3 separate regions of the Mus musculus genome follow, and all the other regions are linked to region 1. A link is a contact called in public HiChIP or PLAC-seq data. All regions are on one chromosome and are shown on one strand. The core of a region is the stretch at or near the end of the contact, and the rest is flanking DNA. Distances in the headings are between cores, read along the strand shown.

The links. HiChIP or PLAC-seq counts read pairs in DNA pulled down with a chosen protein or histone mark.
Region 2: a FOXA1 HiChIP or PLAC-seq map of pancreatic cancer cells shows a contact between it and region 1. The contact joins two enhancer-like sites. A contact is called at or near these places in 3 of 115 datasets of contacts at active chromatin or transcription factors (extraembryonic endoderm stem cells, pancreatic cancer cells and trophoblast stem cells).
Region 3: a FOXA1 HiChIP or PLAC-seq map of pancreatic cancer cells shows a contact between it and region 1. The contact joins two enhancer-like sites. A contact is called at or near these places in 1 of 39 promoter capture datasets (liver), 1 of 484 Hi-C or Micro-C datasets (liver) and 3 of 115 datasets of contacts at active chromatin or transcription factors (extraembryonic endoderm stem cells, pancreatic cancer cells and trophoblast stem cells).

Annotation. Positions count from the first base shown.
Region 1 is chr2:141,286,417-141,290,543 of GRCm38.p6, forward strand. All of the region lies in intron 5 of Macrod2 (mono-ADP ribosylhydrolase 2), which reads left to right. Among named protein-coding and RNA genes, the nearest start is that of Gm25583, 350 kb to the right of the region's middle. Within about 2 kb of position 2,150, at least 42 of the 459 cell types and tissues checked have an H3K27ac peak or open chromatin away from gene starts, as enhancers often do. A contact at or near this core is called in liver and pancreatic cancer cells, where this site is marked.
Region 2 is chr2:140,741,197-140,745,323 of GRCm38.p6, forward strand. The region is part of intron 3 of Macrod2 (mono-ADP ribosylhydrolase 2); the gene reads left to right. Among named protein-coding and RNA genes, the nearest start is that of Flrt3, 72 kb to the left of the region's middle. Within about 2 kb of position 1,960, at least 4 of the 459 cell types and tissues checked have an H3K27ac peak or open chromatin away from gene starts, as enhancers often do. A contact at or near this core is called in pancreatic cancer cells, where this site is marked.
Region 3 is chr2:140,761,563-140,765,689 of GRCm38.p6, forward strand. The region is part of intron 3 of Macrod2 (mono-ADP ribosylhydrolase 2); the gene reads left to right. Among named protein-coding and RNA genes, the nearest start is that of Flrt3, 92 kb to the left of the region's middle. Within about 2 kb of position 1,694, at least 31 of the 459 cell types and tissues checked have an H3K27ac peak or open chromatin away from gene starts, as enhancers often do. A contact at or near this core is called in liver and pancreatic cancer cells, where this site is marked.

The DNA.
Region 1 (4,127 bases), core at 900-3,399:
TACCCATGGAGGCGGTGATCATTCTCATTTTATAAAGGAGGAAACTAGAGCAGTGGAAGGCACTTTGCCCCACATCAAATAAGGAACCATCAGACAGAGGACTCACCTTTGCACGGAGCTTTCCTCTTGTGATCATGTTCAGCTAGCACCTTCCAGTCTTCAGCAGCCACAGGACAAATTGCACCACCTTTCCTGCACATTGATAAAGTACATGAAGCAGCAGTTCAGATCCCCATAGGACTGGAGAAGAAGCAAAAGAACTCTGGCATCACAGGCTAGGTCCTGATGGAGGTCTCTCTTTCTCTCTCTCGGTCTCTCTGGCTGTCTTTCTGTCTGTCTCTCTGTCTGTCTCTCTGTCTGTCTCTCTGTCTGTCTCATCTCTGTCTCTGTCTCTGTCTCTGTCTCTGTCTTTCTCTCTCTGTCTCTCTGTCTCCCTCTCTGTCTCTCTGTCTCTCTCTTTGCCTCTCTCTCTCTCTCTCTCTCTCTCTCTCTCTCTCTCTTGTTCTATTTCTTCCTGCAGTAGCTTCACTCTTGGAAACATTAAATCACTGCTGCTCCCCACCTTTGACTTTCTCAAATGTGATTTGGATTGCTGGGATACTCGTTCTTCTCCTGTAGCCTGGGGAACTTCAGGTGTTCATTCTATATTTTTAGCATCAGCTCCAAATTCCGTCCTTTGGAGAAGCTGTACTGTAATCTCAATCACATACTCACAGACGTTTATGCATGCATATACAAATTTGGGCTTTTGCCAAACAAAAATCCTTCAATACAGATAACGAGAATGGTCCAGTTTGGTGGCAGCAATGACTTTCTGATCAGGGAGACAGGTCTTAAAATGTAGAGAACAGGGTATCTGACATATGTAGTGAATGACTTCTAATAACTTAGTGACTAGTATGTTGTTATCACCTTCTGGGAAGATGATTTCCACTTAGCTTTACAGCTGATTAGACAGTTAATTGTCATTTCCTTAGGGTTATAGCAATGGAGGCTGAGAATGGGGAAGGTACAATGGGCCTTTTAGGTTTGAAGTGTTGGAGCAGGGAATTCACCATTGACAGTGCAGAGAAGAGGGCTTGACGAGGTTGTTTTAATTTAATAATTATTATTTTGGTGTGAGAGTAATTTCTGCTTCAACATTTTGTAGGGTTGTCCACAATATTTAGATTCCATTTCTTTTTGACTTCTGGGCAAAGCCAAGAAAATTCTGAATTATCTAAATTTTCTTAATTTTTCCCTGGGGCTGCTCCTTTTTCATTGTCACTTGCTCTCTCGCTTTCTCATTCTCTCTGACTTTGTCTGTCTCTGTTTCTCTCTGTGTATATCTCTGTCTTTCTGTCTCTCTGTGTGTGTTTGTATGTGTACATATGGGCACACACATGCACTCATGTGTGATGACTTATAACCAGCTGCTACTTTGGTTTAATGAGTAAAAGAGCAGTTGACATTGCATCCAGATTAAAGAGTCTGCTAGATGGGCAAGGGCGGGCAAGTTGTCAAGTAACATGTAATAAATAATAGTAAGTACCTAGCCTGGATCTGATATATATTAAGAAAATTGAACACTATAGAGACGTTGAAGGGCATTGTGGGCTTAAAAATAGCTGCAATCTGAGAATAATAAGTGAAGGGAAAGCTAATAAATGAAGAAAAAGCTTCCTGGAAATACAAGATTTGGGGGAATTATTTTTGGTGGCAGAGCTGAAGCCATCTACTCTGAGGAGAATAAACAGAGCAGAAGAAAACCTGTTTTGTGTTTGTCCCCACCACTTCTTGTTTCCTTCTCCCTTTCTGGTTTAATCAGATTGTATCTGTATCAAAACGGCATAAGAATGAAACATCAGATGACAATTTGTGCTTATTAGCTCCTTCCATTGACTCTGAGAGCTAGCATATAACTTTCAAATGAGACAGCATTATGCCCTAATGTACCGTACTTGGCCATTTTGATGTACATTTAGTAAAATTACTTGAATTGACACATTCTTATAAAGGTAGCAATGAATCAAAGGTATTTCCGTTCTTGGAGGGGTTTCCTTGGAAGTCACAGCACTGCCATTTCAAACTCCACAAGCAGTGTTGGCTAACACAAGATCCTTCACTCAATCACACTGTACATTGAGTCTCTCCGATTTGGCCAACTTAGTCACATTGTCACCTCTGCGTGCCAAAGCAAACACCAGTCCTGAACTTTGCCTCCAGCTACATTCTTCACCAGGAAACCTTTTTGAATTTCCTGTAGATGTTTTCACTACTGCTTCGTGGAGGAAGGAAGCTCACTTTGACTAATAACTATTATTTTTAGTAAAGCGATCATGTGTCTCCGGTGTCCGTCCACCAGCCCTTTTGGATTCCAGCTGGAGGTTGTATAGAGGAAGCTGTGCATCCACTTGACAAGGCTTTTGGGTCCCATCCACGGAGAACTGCATCCCAGGGCTGCTTATAAAGGCTCACCTTCCAAAGGAAACTTGTCAGGGCTAAGCTGTTGGCAAGATGGATTAACAAGTGCTTACAGCTGATGGAGTAGCTTTCGGTGACTTAATGAGTGTAGTTTTAAATCTTAGCTGTCCCCTGGTTTTTTGTTTGTTTGTTTTGTTTTTTGTTTTTTTGTTTTTTGTTTTTGTTTTTTTTTTTAAGAGGGATAAATGGTTATGGTTCTTTCTAACCTAAGAAATGCCAGGACTAAGCATCCAGAGACTGTAGTAAGGTATTTAGGAGTGGTCATATGCTGTGGCCTCTGATTGTAGTCTGACATTTGATAACCTTTGGATTTTATCTTGAGGAAGTTGTCCTCATAGGAGACAGACTTCATAATTGGCATAGGAACAGCTGTTAAGGTATTCTTGGGCCACTGAACACATGGCACCTGGCCCAGTCTGAATAGCTGGGCTCTTCTTGTTGCTTGTTTAAAGAAAGGTTAAGCAGAAAGCTTTGGTCTTAATTTCAGGCAGAGATGAGGAAATTTCTGCAATACTATCTTCAAATGAGTTTCTTCCCCCCTTAGGCATCTCTTTAGGACCTTCATTAAAGTTAATGAATAATCTAGTCTAGGCCAGAGCCCAGAGCAGGGCAGCTCACCTGAGTTTCCCTATGGTTATCCACCTTTATGGGGTGTGACCTTTAGTTCCTGCAGCTCCATTGTTAGGCAGACCCTTAATTATAGTCTTTATCTCTCCCAGCATTCAACTAAGACAGCTCAGATGCCTCCTACATTCCATGACTCTAAGGTCACTACAGCAGAAGAGGCGAAAGTAAATAAATAAAAGAGGAAGGTTCCCACTTGATTATACACGTTGGGTTTATGGTATGATGGCTCTGAGAACTGGTCAGGAATGGGAAGCTCTCATTTTAAAAAAATCCAAATCTCAGGACATGAACTGAAAGCCTCAAAATTAGTTCAGGCTGGCATCATGTGAGGGATAAAAGATGCATGAAGCCCACCCTAGCAAGGCCACTGCTGACAGACTGCTCAGCACCAGTTCTTACCTTAAAACTTCAGCATTTTGGCATTCCCTGGGAACCAAATCCTTGTTCAAAGATAAAATTGTGGGATCTCTTTATCTATGAAGGACTTGACACAAAAGTCTTGGTTAGGCTCCTGTGGACTTTTTCCATATGGCTATGCAAGGGATATGTGCCTAATCAAGTCCTTAAGAGGCTTGTACAGAAACAGTGATAACCTGAATTTCATGGTTAAATATTTTGCTCTCCTGAAATGATTTCCTCTGGGTTTGGAAGTGCCTTATAGCCTATTTGAAAGCCATAAAAAAAAGTTAATGCCATTTTTTTTTTTTTTTTTTTTTTAGTTTCACCTCATTTTAATCCCTAGCAGCATTTTTAGTTGTCTAAAGCAAAGTACTATTGAGCCACAAGTCTAACAAATGAGCCATGGCAATTTGTTTAATCTCTTCCCTCAGCTTTCTTATTTGGAGAGAGGAGTGATGTGAGCTGATTCTTAGGGCTTCTCTGAGGATTAAAAGAGTCCAATAGTCCTTGGTGACTTGTGAACATTCAAAGCATGCTGTTATTATCGTTATCAATATAATTTTTAACTTGGCTTGTATTTTTTTCCCATTGGACTTTTTCCCCCACCAGATTGTTCTGGAAAAAAAAAATCAGATAGT
Region 2 (4,127 bases), core at 710-3,209, 550 kb before region 1:
GATCAGGGGGGTCCTGACCTAAGTTCTGTGAATTGTGAATGCTGTTTCCTGGTCCTGGCCTTCCTCATATAAGCAATATTGGTTTCACAAAATTGGTTGGAAGTATTCTATCTCTTTTGCAGCAGTTATATAAAATAGGCATCTCTGCTCCCATCCTTTTAGATGTTTGGGAGACTTTCAGTGAAGACAACTGTGCTTAAAATGGATATCCTTGGCAGTCTTTACGTGGAAAAGTGTGTGTGAGAAGCATTTGTATGTGTGATCATGTGTGCACATGTGTGTAGAGGCCAGTGGCTGGTGTTAGGTGTTTTCCTTGAGTGTTCCCCACTCTACTTTTTGAGAGTGTTTCTGTCTGAACTTGAAGCACATCTATTCAGCTAGATTGGTTGGCCAGTGAGCTCAAGGAGTCTTTCTGTCTGTAAGCCACCTGGCTTTCAGGTGAGTGTTGCTGTGTCTAGCCTTTTTGTGTGGGTGCTGGGGTCTCAGATACTCAGTGCCATTAGAACAGGTACTTTACCTACTAACCCTTATCCCTGTCCCTAAATAACTTTGTTTGATTTATTTTCAATGTCAAATATAATTTCCAGAAGAGACTCAAGATTCTCTAGACTCTTTATTTTTTAAAGTAAGACTTGATAATATTTTATCAATGAATTCACCCACATTATATACATTATTAATTTATTGTCATGAAAACATTTCTATAATTTCCTAAAGCTACCAGAAATGTAAGTTGAAGAAATGTCACTCTTTGTGCCTTTACCAACACTGATGGCCTACTTGTCAGTCATAGCTTCTGATTTCATAAGTTCTCTCTGTTCAGCTCTAATCTCATTAATTTCTATTCTGATATTCACTATGCATTTTCTTCTGATGATTCTGAGCATGAATAATCTTTTTTCTTTTCATTTGTTTAGGGTGGAATATGAAAACATTTTTTGAGACTTTTTTTTTTCCAGTATGGATATTTAGGGCACAAAAATTTTAAATCCTCAAGCTGGAACAGATCATTTTGGAGTGTTGAACATTATATCTCCTTTAGATTAATGTTAGATTAAAGATATTCACTATTTACTTTTCAATTTTATTCTCAGGTTAGATACATATATGCAGTTTGCCTTGCTGATCCTTGACGTCTTTGTGATACGGCGCTGACATAGATTTCTATTTTAACTAATCCCTTGTGATACAAAAATATACTTAGTGTGACTTGAGGTTTTTTTGTTTGTTTGTTTTGTTTTGTTTTTAACTTTACTGAGACTGTTTCATCATCCAATATTGTATGTAAGTTCCGCAAATGTTTACATAAAAACAATCCTGGTGTTGGTGGTGAGCATTCTTTTGTAGGTGTTAGCCAGGTTGGTTGGTAATCCACGAGTGATTTCTTAGAACTTGCCCCATTAATCACAGAGACAGTGCTGTTGACATCTGTGTGCACTTGTGTATTTATTCTGACAGTTCTGTAGTTTTTAAATCGTTGTTATTAGGTTTATAAATGTCGAAGCTGATTATGTCCTCTCAGTGGTCAGTTTTATTATTTGTATTAATCCAGTCTGTTATTGGCAATATTACTTTCTCTAGAATTTATTAATACAGCCACTTAATTTTCTTCTTTCAGTGTTAACATGGCACGTATTTTGCCAACCTTTCACTTTAAAAAGATTTATGACTTTGTATTTAAAGGAGTCTTTGAGTAGGTAACTCAGTCTGGTGTTGATTTTGAAAGTTCAATATGATTTTTAATGAGTAATTTAAGTGTTATTTATTTGTAGACAGGGCCTCCTCACGTACCCCAAGCTACCCTTAAATTCTCCATGTGGCTAAGGATGACTTTGAACTTCTAATCTTCCTACGTACACCTCAGAAGTTCTGGGATTATAGGTGTACACAGCCACACACTTAATGTGCTGCTGGGGACTGAGCCTAGGCCTTCATGCAAGTTAGGCAAGCATTTTACCATATGAGCTATATTGACAGATGTTATGTGTCATGGTTTGTATATTCTTGGGTCAGGGAGTGGCACCATTTGGAGGTGTGGCTTTGTTGGAATAGGTGTGTCACTGTGGGTATGGGCTTAAGATCCTCACCCTAGTTGCCTGGAAGTCAGTCTTCCACTAGCAGCCTTTGGATGAAGATGTAGAACTCTCAGCTCCTCCTGCGCCATGCCTGAATGGATACTGCCATGCTCCCACCTTGATGATAATAGACTGAACCTCTGAACCTGTAAGCCAGCCCCAATTAAATGTTGTTTTTATAAGACTTGCCTTGGTCGTGGTGTCTGTTCACAGCAGTAAAACACTAAGACATTGTGCTCTGTTATTTTTCACTTATTGTTGAAGTGGTAATATATAGGCCACTAACACTTGATATAAATACTGATATAGCTTTATCAAAATATGATCACTTTCTTTATTTTTACTGTGAATTATTATAATATTTTTACTTACGGTTATGGATGTACACCATTAACTTATGTCAAGAAATTATATAATTCATAGATAAGAATGTTAAAATATCTCAAAAATCTGGACATTGGAGCTTGAGAATTGTTTTGAGGATTAGTTACTTATGCAAAGGACTGTGACAAAACACTCCTACACATAAAATAATAAAATGAATAAATATTTAAAATCTAGAAATAGATCAACTACACGTATTTTTAAATTACATTTCTCTGGTATCTGGAAATGGTAAGCATACTTTTTTTTGTAACAAGACAAGACTTTGAATGGAGGCATACCATGGAATACCAACTGAGCCACAAAACTGAGGGATGTGGTCACTTTTTGCTAAATCTGAACTTGGTAATATTATACCTTAAATTTCAATCATAGTTTAATTTCTTTGCTATTTCTTTTATTTAATCATTTTTTATAGTCAGACTTTATCCCCCTTCCAGTCTATCCTCTGACTGTTCCAAATCCCATACCTCCTCCCCCACCCCTGTCTCCATAAGGGAATCCCCACTCTGCTATCCCCATTCCACCAGACCTCCTCACTCCTTAGGGCCTCCAGTCTCAATCATACCTTTTTTTTTTTTTTTTTTCCTGAGACAGGGTTTCTCTGTATAGCTCTGGCTGTCTTGGAACTCACTCTGTATACCAGGCTGGCCTCGAACTCAGAAATCCACCTGCCTCTGCTTCCCAAGTGCAGGCATTAAAGGCGTGTGCCACCACACCCGGCTCAATCATACTTTTTCTAAAATTTTTAATTAATTAATTTTTTTATACTTTGTATTTTATTCCCCTCCCCAATCCACCCTCTGACTGTTCCACATCCCATTCCTCCTCCCCATCCCCCCATCTCCACAAGGATGTCCCCACCCTCACCCCACCTGACCTCTGAACTCCCTGGGGCCTCCAGTCTCTTGAGGGTTAGGTGCTTCATCTCTGAATGAACACAGACCCTGATGTCCTCTACTGTATGTGAGTTGGGGGCCTCATATCAGCTGGTGTTTGCTGTCTGTTTGGTGGTCCAGTATTTGAGAGATCTTGGAGGTCCAGATTAATTGAGACTGCTGGTCCTCCTACAGGATTGTCCTTCTCCTTGGCTTCTTTCAGCCTTCCCTAATTCAGCAACAGGGGTCAGCTGCTTCTGTCCATTGGTTGGGTGCAAATATCTGCATCTGACTCTTTCAGCTGCTTTTTGGGCCTTTCAGAGGCCAGTCATGATAGATCGGTTTTTGTGAGCACTCCATAGCCTTAGTAATAGTGTCAGGCCTTGGGCCCTCCCCTTAATCTGAATTTCAGTATATGTGTATCTTAAAAAGCCTTAACTTTACGTGTTTTTGAAATATAGACCATTGCTCTGAGTGTGGTAGTTTTGGTGGTGCACATCTGTAGTTGCAGAACTTGCATAGCTAAAGCCAGAAGATCAGGAGTTCAAGGGTAGGCATGGCTTCTTGAGAACCTGTAAAAAGAAAGGAAGGAAAGAAGAAAGGAAAAAATAAAAAAAGAAAGGAGAAAGGAATGAAATTTTACTGACTGTACAAGTCTCAATTACTAAGGTATATGTGTGTGTGTGTGTGTGTGTGTGTGTGTGTGTGTGTGTGTACTGCTTTACATATTATCTTAGTTCAGTGCTCATGGCTGGCAAGCCCCATTGAGAGGAGGGTCTATCAGGTTACC
Region 3 (4,127 bases), core at 444-2,943, 530 kb before region 1:
GTGAAATGGGAATGATGGTCCTTCAACCACTGGGCAACTATGAAGATTACACAAGTTATCATATCTAAGGTTCTTAGCACAAGGTCTGAGAAGCAGTAAATTCCACCTGTCCCCATTCCAGCCCCCCCGGTTCTTCAGTGGTGGCTGAACCCTGAGTCTGCTTCTGAGAGGCTTGGTAGTTTGGTAGTCTGTTCTAAGCAACTCTAATCTCTTCCTACAAAAAAAGCAATAAGAAGTGGTCATTTTAAGCTCACCCTTGTCAGCTAAACAGTGACCTCAGACTGTCCTCAGCAGAGACTAAGGGTCATCTTTCTGTGGTCCTAGGAGGCTTGAAACCAATGGCAGAGATTCATGTGCTATACAAGTTCCCATTTCCACAGAGGCTTCCAGGGCCTGCTCTTAGTGTCTTCTCCCATAGCTACCAGACCTGACTCGGCAGTCCTGCAGAATCCCAGTAAAGTGCAGCATTTTTCCCCAGTGGCAAGCTGCATGTTGTGAGTACCTTGGAAAGCATTTACCCACCCTGCTAGCATCCTCCCTTCATGACAGCATCATTATGTCATGCCACTCTTCTCCGTCCTATAACACGGCCTGACTTGGCCATCAACCTGCTTCCTTGACTCCTTTCCACCTTGGATGTTCACATAGGATTTTGTTTGGCCTACCCCTGGAAAGAACACACCTGCAATGGAATTCTCCAATATTCTTCACATGTGGGGATCCCTTTACTAAGGCCTCTTCTTTTGTTGTCCTCAGTAATTATTAACTGCGGTCTGGCTCTTCTGTGTTCCAGGTATAAATTCCAACTCTTGATAACATCTTTTCTTTCCCTTCACAAATTAGAGAGCAGAACCTCAAGATGAAGTGACCAAACATACCTAAGTCACTTAGCACATGGTTTAATTGTTCCATAAGTGATTATTACTGTAAGGTGGTTACATTGGCTACATCGCTGTGTTTATTTTTCTTAGCATTGTAACTTTTAACCATTTAAAGAAAAAACAAAAACCCATGTCATGAACAATAGGATAGTATAGGTTATTTTTACCCATCAAAGACTCCAGAGTAAAACCCAAAATCGTTAAAGTGCCCTATAAGGCTCAATCTCTTCTAGCAATTCTTTCCTTCAATCCAAAAAGCACAGAGATACTGTTGTATCTGCTGGAATTCATCTTGCTCTGCCAGGTGGCCAGGTAGCCTACACCTTCTCCTGGCTTCTGCTTAGATGTCACTTCATTGGTGATGCCTTACCTGAGGGGACAGAATCCAGAGCCCAGAGCACTTCCTATCACTCCTCCAAATGACTTATTTGTTTGTTTGTTTGTTTGGCATGCTTATCATGTATTACACTGTTGGTTACAGATATATGTATATGTGTATCTGTGTATATGTTTGTATGTGGATATTTGCATATGTGCATATGTGTATGTGTATATGTATGTGTAGGGAGATGGGGATTACTCGATTGTTTCTTTCTACTAAGGGACATAGGTTTCATGACGGAAGAAATGATTCTTTAGAACCTAAAAGTGCCTGGAATTTAGTCTGAGTGTAATAAATATTTGTAGAATGAATCAAGAAATACTTGCCCTTTTACAATTTTTGCCAGAACAAAGCACAAAGGAAATATCACTAAGAAGATGCCGAAAAGCACAGTGAGTGAGCACTTTTATGCCAGCCTGTGACACAAAGGATTGACCTATGGACTACAACTAGGATTTTGTGAAATGGTAGAGATCTTGTTACCGACAACGTTTTATCAACCACTCACCTTCGGTTTGCAGTTGGAAAAGAACACAAAAAAACTTGTAACTTCCCTCAAATATTTGTCTGTCATGCTCAGCATGGACATTTACACCTTCCCTTAAAGAGGCAGCCATGGGGAATGTGTGGGCACCAGCACTGTGCCGGGCGGGCGTCAATACCCTGTGGGTTTGCTGAGAAAAAGGCTGCTTTGTACACTAGCCCCGCCTGGATTCTCTCTTGGCCCCCATCCAGTTATTGACACTATTTAGTTCGTAAAATTTCCTGGACACAGAGGAGAGGGGGCATCTGTCTCAAGTGAAACCCTGATAGGCAGGACACATTTCCATTCAAAGGGAAACAGTGTCTGCTGAACTGTGTAGCAGCTATCTATGCAGGAAACTCGAACAATGTCCAAAGAGCAAATAATCATAGCGATTAATCTGATAAGACAGTGACACAGGAGGAAAGTACAAATTGAAGTTTCAGCAACAGGTGTAAGACACATCGTCTTTCCTTTTCTGATATTCTTAGGAAAGTAATAAGATAGCTTAATTACATGATAAAACTCTCAGAGTCCAGCTGGAGCCTCCTGTTTCCTGCTGGCTACTCACCCGCCTTCTTTTCTTATTGGACATGTTGAGATCTCTAGATGGTTAGGTTGAGCTCTCTGCTGTCCTTACCCTTCAGATTTCAGAGAAATGTGAATATACAATGAAACTAAGCTCGTCTCCATCTTTGGCTCCTCGTATTTTCTCTTGGTGCAGTTAATGATCTACTCAAATGAACTTTGTACTATAAGCTAAATCATGTGTGTATTTTAATAGTATATACTAAGTAATGCATTCACACATTCATGGATTACAAGTTTACTAGTATGTCTGTTATATACTTGTTTTCCCTCAATTTTGTATTTAAGGAGTAAAACCATGATTGGGTCTTCAAGCACATGTAACTTTTTCCTATAAGCATTAAATTCAATCATATGGAAGTTGGCTTCAGTGCTGTAGGAAACATCTCATTATGAGACATATTTTTTCTCCTATTCCTTCCCAACTTTCTTCTTGTTTTGAAAGTTACTGAGTTCCCATGTTGGACTAGCATCTGGGGATGGTAAAGGCTAGTTACAGAATGTTAGTTGTCCTGAGGTAGTTAGTGCTCACCCACAATCAGATTGTCTTGATTATGTAGTTGGTCTTGGAAGATGTGAGCTCTCACAGACTTTTTTCTAGGGCAAGTTTCTGTGCTTACTTGGTATGGAATGTCAGTCAGTTACTAGCTAGGTTTTGTAAGCTTTCTGTAAACTAGCATAAATGTTTTGTTATTTGTACAGTGGTCTGTTTCTCTCATACTTTTGTTAAAATGTAGCCACACATACAATAGGCAAGTGGTTCTTCCTTCTCTTCCTCCTTTGGTTCCAAGCCTAAACTTTTTATCTTCTCATTCCTATTCTCATCTCCCTGTCATGGTTAACATTTATGAGTTTTCACTTTGTATTGTAGCAAATTGCTTTTGTGGGAATATTTTATATTTGCTCCATATAAAAATAAATGGATGCAGAGCTAAAATATTGAGACTACAGATAGGTTGAAGATTGCTCTATGCGAATGCAGTTGGAGGCTGAAATGTTTTTAAAGGAAATTAAATAGATTAATAGTATTTTTCTCACAGACCATTAGCCAGGTAGGAAATAGGGAAGTCATTGCTTACTTGATCACCTTTTCCGACGTCTGAGTGGAGACCTGAGACTACATCCTTCGTTACAGATGTTTCCTGGTCTCATTTCTGTACTGCTTCCCCCTTTCCTTGGCCATACCCGTGCAAAAGGGCCACCCAAGAGAGCTCTTTATTTGAAAACCTGTTCAATTCAACAAGAGAAAAAAATTGCCTGGACATTTTAGTGTAGGATGTTAGACAAAATATTCTTACAGGAAATCTGAAATTCAGAACTCTGTATGAGCTCTTCACCCTGCAGCGAGGAAATGGTGTTTCTGACTCAGCCTGACCTGTGTTTAAGTTGAGATGGAGTGCTGTATTAGTTCTGTTTGGAATCCTCCTTAAAGACTTGTCTGTCATAGTCAAACTCAGGGTTCATAGCTTCTAAAACAGATTGTAGGCTGTTAAAAATACACTGTATGGTAGCACTTACCAGTCCTTGAGAGAAACTATGTGTGTGCTATGATGGATTTCAGGAATTATATCAGCACCCTCCAGTCAGTGTTCCTTTCCTTCTTCTTTTATAAATCAGTAGTTTGCAATTTTGACAGGTAATATTTTTTTTCTGTCAGCTAAAACTTGATGCAGTCTTTTAAACTTTGAGCAAACTGGAAACTAAGTACCTCTCAGAAGTTGTTTCCATTCAAATTATGATTGGCTTTCTGAAT